Linked DNA regions of Mus musculus: region 2 is linked to region 1. A link is a contact called in public Hi-C data. All regions are on one chromosome and are shown on one strand. The core of a region is the stretch at or near the end of the contact, and the rest is flanking DNA. Distances in the headings are between cores, read along the strand shown.

What was found. A called contact is a pair of places that touch in the nucleus more often than the background predicts.
Region 2: a contact with region 1 is called in a Hi-C map of bone marrow-derived macrophages, with 37 read pairs. The contact joins two enhancer-like sites. A contact is called at or near these places in 16 of 484 Hi-C or Micro-C datasets (the 63-12 cell line, the G1E-ER4 cell line, bone marrow-derived macrophages and 12 more) and 6 of 115 datasets of contacts at active chromatin or transcription factors (a beta-TC-6 cell line, bone marrow-derived dendritic cells, embryonic stem cells and 1 more).

Annotation. Positions count from the first base shown.
Region 1 is chr16:65,377,019-65,379,809 of GRCm38.p6, forward strand. No RefSeq gene overlaps it. Among named protein-coding and RNA genes, the nearest start is that of Pou1f1, 140 kb to the right of the region's middle. Within about 2 kb of position 1,448, at least 19 of the 459 cell types and tissues checked have an H3K27ac peak or open chromatin away from gene starts, as enhancers often do. A contact at or near this core is called in bone marrow-derived macrophages, where this site is marked.
Region 2 is chr16:65,449,530-65,452,320 of GRCm38.p6, forward strand. No RefSeq gene overlaps it. Among named protein-coding and RNA genes, the nearest start is that of Pou1f1, 70 kb to the right of the region's middle. Within about 2 kb of position 1,357, at least 27 of the 459 cell types and tissues checked have an H3K27ac peak or open chromatin away from gene starts, as enhancers often do. A contact at or near this core is called in bone marrow-derived macrophages, where this site is marked.

The sequences.
Region 1 (2,791 bases), core at 198-2,697:
GAACATTATTTCAAATCCTATATTCTACCAAATGTTTATTTCTGCATTCATTCCTCTAGAATTTTAGTAGATGTAAGTCTAGTCTTGATTTTAATGCCTTGCATACAAAGATGCTAAACATGCTGTGTTGATGCATTAAGACTTAATGATATTAATAAATTCATTAGAGCTTTCCATCAATGTTGTTGGTGTTTTCCTTAATCTGTTTAACTTTCTTCAAGCATGACGTGACATTAAAATCTCTAATAACTCACATTTTACTTTTAGTGACTTCCCTATTTATCATTTTTAGGGATATTCAAGAATATTTCTTGGGTGTTTGTTAAATAGAATAAGATAGAGGAAGAGTGACTGATCAAAAGAGGAAGAGGTTTAAAAATTAATAATGAGTTTATGCTCAGATGATTCATTAATCTTTGACAACTAACTTATGTCGAGACACCACCTTAACCTGTAGGTGCATATTATCTTAAGCTAGGAAAATGTCCTTCATACAAATCAACCACATGCTGAACTATGGGTGAGTTTCAATAAATTCCAAAAGATTGGTAGCATATAACTCATGTTTACCAGTTACAAAAAATCAAGTCAGATATAGATAGTAAAAACGGAAAAAAGAACAATCTATTTGGAAATTAAAGAACACGGTTAAGTAAAATGAGAAAGAGGCAAATTCCTAAAGTAGATACCAGAAAACACTTAAAATTGGATTATTATATATAATATACATAACAAAGTATGTATATGTATATACATGTGTATATGTACATGATATATACATATACATCATATACACATACATATATATATATATATATATATGTATATATACATGCTGTGTGATATAGGCTAAAGCAATTTTAGGACACAACTTATAACTATTAAAAATACCAAAACTTGAAAGTTAATTAGCTAAATATAAAAATGGCAAAAGACTAATGCCAAATTTAGTAAAAAGGCAAAAGAATTAAATTTACATAGTTAATTAGTGAAAGAAAATAAGATACAATATCAGCAAACTTAATAAGATTTGAAAATGATAATTAAGCTGGTGGAACTGTGGAAAGCAGATAACAAAGTATCACAGTTGAACAAAGTTAAGGCTAAAGCCCTCTGACTCCGAAGATGCTGCCTGCTGAGATTAGATGAGAAATGGAAACTGATTGAATTTGAAAGGCCTATGAGTGTTTCACTGGTGACTTCACACAGCAAGGCCCATAGAAACCCCTTCCCACTTGGCAAAGACCTGTGAATGAATTCTATGTTCTTCTTCGGACTCATTCAAGGAGTGAAACCCTCCTCTCCTCTCTCTAACCCTACTCATCCTCCAGATGTGACAGTTAATCCTGGGTAATTTGGGAAACATACTTATGTCCCTAGAGGCACAGCTACAGTCACACTGAGTAAGCTGGTCACAGTGTGGAGAACAACGGTCCTGGCTCACATAACTGTTTCAGGAAGCTGGGTCTGATCAACAGCGACCTATAAAATGGGGAAGTTGTATCTGATCAACAGAGACTTAATCAGGAATTAGTGGATGCATATCAGGAAAAGTTGCTTGGTACATGAACATGTCTCTGCCTGCAGTGATAAAAGGTATTGTGACAGAGAACTGCTATTGTGACTGGGGGTGGGGGAAACTAATGTTAAATTTTAGTTGCAGAGTATGGTTGAGGGTATTTGTGTGACTGACCCAGAGGGAGAGGGAAAGGAGGAAGGGGGCTTTTGTAATGATAAGGCTTATGTATACTGACATTATGATTCTTTAAATAAAATAGCCAATTATTTCACTGCTCAGGTGAGTAGGCTTGAGATTGTATAAATAACAATAGTTCAAGATATTTTGGGCAACTGGATTGATAGTCAACAGGTGGTCAATGTCTTTAGTCTTTCCAATATGTCTGTCCTCAGGTTCCAGACCCCTGCTAAAGCACTGGTCACAGGCAATGGAATACCTGACCATACAGAACGTTACAGTTTTTCAGAACATCAGAGAAAACTAGAAAAAAACAACTTCATAAGCACTATAAAATCAAAAGAGAAAAAATTCTGGAAGATGTCATAATTAATAAATTTAACTCCAAAATGAAAAAAAAAAAGTCTAATCTCAAATAAGTTCTTCCAGGGTATAAAAAGCGATGGGGCTGAGCAAACACAACAGCTGTCAGGGACGGATCATATGGAAGAAAAGTCACTGATTTTACTTATGGGCATTCAGTGAGGCAAAATATTTGAAACCAAATCTATTTATATTTAAAACAGACAGTGCATTGTGACCTAGTTAAGTTTATCTCAGTATGACATAATTGGCAGTTGTGTTATTTTTCCTTGGGAAGTGAAACACAACATCTATTCACCACAGATAAAGCAGGCTTTGAGAGGACAAACAAAAGATGCTCTCCCAGCCCAGGTTTTGAGCCTTTACTGGGCTCATTGGTGCATGGACGGTTCAGAAAAGCTGCTCCATCTGGAAGTCCCTCTTGGGACTTACCAGCAGCCATAGTACAGAGAAAATCTCTCTGCTGCCAATGGGGAAGGAGTGTCCATTGAGAATCCATACCAGGAAAATAGAAGACCATTGATGAAGGATGTGCTAGAATTTCTATTTTATGTCCTGAACATAATAAGAGGCGAGAGCAGCAAAATGAGCAATATTCTTACTTTTAAGTGGAACCCCTGATTTTGCTCAAGAGGTTTGAACAAAAAAAGTGATACAAACCCCACAAATTAGTGTTAGAGAATAACCATTAAAGGAGTTGGAGCGTAAGAGTGATGTGCAAATACATCTTTA
Region 2 (2,791 bases), core at 107-2,606, 72 kb after region 1:
GGCCACTACCTATATCATTTTTTTATTGGATCTCTCATTGGTAGGGTCATATTTTTTGTTTGTTTAGAAAGACATTTCTGGTCATATTAGCACCTGTGAGGACCAACAACTCAAACAAACAAATAGACCAAAAACTTATGATAAATGCTTAAGTTCCTGCTTCCTAGTAAGAGTCTATTTTAGAATTCAGTATTATGAGTTTTAGATCTAGAATTCAATAAAAAGTTGTTTTGATATTTTACAATTTACATTTACAAATGTTAAAACATAAAAAGTAAACTAGTAATCATAAAATCAGAAAATAAGGAAGCACTCACTCATGCATTGTTTGTTTTCATATCAAAACAATATTTTATCTAATTCTAAGCAGTGAAATAAATAGTAATATAAATTGTTTTCCCCTTTTACTTTTTAGAGTATAAGGTATTATTCAAATATTATGTGTTAATATCAAACAATTACCAGGAACTTGACTTGGATATTGGTCTTTGTTTCTTAACTAAATAGTGAATTTAGGGAAAATGAATGTAGGAAGAGGATTGCAGAGCATATTTTGAAGAGGGGTCTTCAGCAAATCATCACACAGAAGAACAGACATAATTTAGGAGATTTAACAAAAGGAACCCAAAGTACAGTTAAAAGCACCCGCTCGAGTTGGACACTGTGCCCCTTCTTAGAATTGGGAACAAAACACCCATGGAAGGAGTTACAGAGACAAAGTTTGGAGTTGTGACAAAAGGACTGCCATATCCAGGGATCCACCCCATAATCAGCTTCCAAACGCTGACACCATTGCATACACTAGCAAGATTTTGCTGAAAGGACCCAGATATAGCTGTCTCTTGTGAGACTATGCCGGGGCCTAGCAAACACATAAGTTGATGCTCACAGTCAGCTATTGGATGGATCACAGGGCTCCCAATGAAGGAGCTAGAGAAAGTACCCAAGGAGCTAAAGGGATCTGCAACCCTATAGGTGGAGCAACATTATGAACTAACCAGTACCCAGGAGCTCTTGACTCTAGCTGTATATGTATCAAAAGATGGCCTAGTCGGCCATCACTGGAAAGAGAGGCCCATTGGACAAGCAAACTTTATATGCCCCAGTACAGGGGAATGCCAGGGCCAAAAAAATGGGAATGGGTGGGTAGGGAAGTGGGGGAGAGGGTATGGGGGACTTTTGGGATAGCATTGGAAATGTAATTGAGGAAAATACGTAATAAAAAAAAATATTAAAAATTTTTAAAAAAAGCACCCACTTTTTTTGTTGAACTTCACTAAAAATAGTTTCAGGGCTGTATGAAATGGAAATCAAAACAGGAAGTGAGTCATGGATTGTGCAAACCAGGAATTCGGGACGCAGATTGAGTAGGTCATTCAGGGTCAGAAGCAGGGACAATCATATCAGGAGAGCCAATGGAAATGATTTAGGCGTTGAAAGTTTAACAAAACAAAAGGCCAAGGCTCAGAAAGGTAAAACGAAGCCATTGAAGTATTTAACAGGAAGTGTTTCCTAAGAAAACTTGCAGAGAAACTCCTTATCTGGTTCCATGGAGAATGCTGGCTAGAAGGGAGAGGATGGGAAAACAGGAAGAGGCAGTCCAGATGACTTGGAAGCAATGCATGCTGGTCTCATTCCACTGGATTTCTGCTCTCTTTCTTTCCTCAAGCTTTCTCCTCAGTCTGCCTCTTCACTGTGGAGGACACCAAGGCTCAGGGCATTCTCCTTTGTCTTTTTCCATGCTGTTTCAATAGTTATATCAATTTGAAATTATTTATTATTTTTTGCAATAGTTCTCAAGTGCATACTTCTAACTCAGACCTTCTACCCGAAGAGGCTCAAAGATAAAGCTCTATTTTAATTCCTCAATCTCTCTCTCTCTCTCTCTCTCTCTCTCTCTCTCTCTCTCTCTCTCTCTCTCTCTCTCTCCCTCTCTCTCTCTCTCTCCCTCTCTCTCTCTCTCAGGGGGTTCTGTCTGTCTGTCTGTCTGACTATATGTCTTCCAAATACCTGAAATTTTTTTGGAAATCCTACTGGCTCTGTTTTAAGATGTATTCAAAGTCCAAGCATCCCAGATCGCCACTGTTGATATCTCAGTGTGAGATCCACAGGAGCAATTCTCTGTTGCTGGTCTATCTGCTTTAGCCCCAATGACCAAGTCTAGGCGAGGAACCAAATGTAGTGTTTAAATATTTGTTATAACGTTATTCCACAAAACTCTCATATATTTATAGCTGTTGTGCATGTATGCCTGTGGAAGAGAGACAGGGGTACATGTAAGCTCATGTAGTGCACACACGGCACTACAGACATGTGGAGGACAGTTGACAACTTTTTAAGAGTTGCTCCTCCTTTTTCCCTTGCTTGAAGTAGGATCTCTCATTGTTTCTGCCATTGGACCATGAACTCCAGGCTAGCTGGCCTCAGAGCTCCTTGATGATTCTCTTATCCTTGGCCCCCGCAATGTTGATGTAGTGCTGGGGTGTGTGTTGTCACATCAGATTTTGCTGTGTCCTGGGATCTGAACTTTGACCGTCAGGCTTCTACTGTGATTACTTTTACCCTGGTCTCTGTTATCATCTTCCTTTGCATTGTGCTGATCACAGGCTAAGATCAAATTCCACAAAGGTCAACCTCCTGAAGAATGTCAGTTTCCATATTGCTCAGCATCCACTATCTTTCTCTGTATAGGAAATTACAATAAAGCTTAGTAACGGAGACATAAATACTTGTTTTCCTCATAGATTCTATGGCTTAGGTACATAGTTTCTCCTGGCGATACTGGTGGACA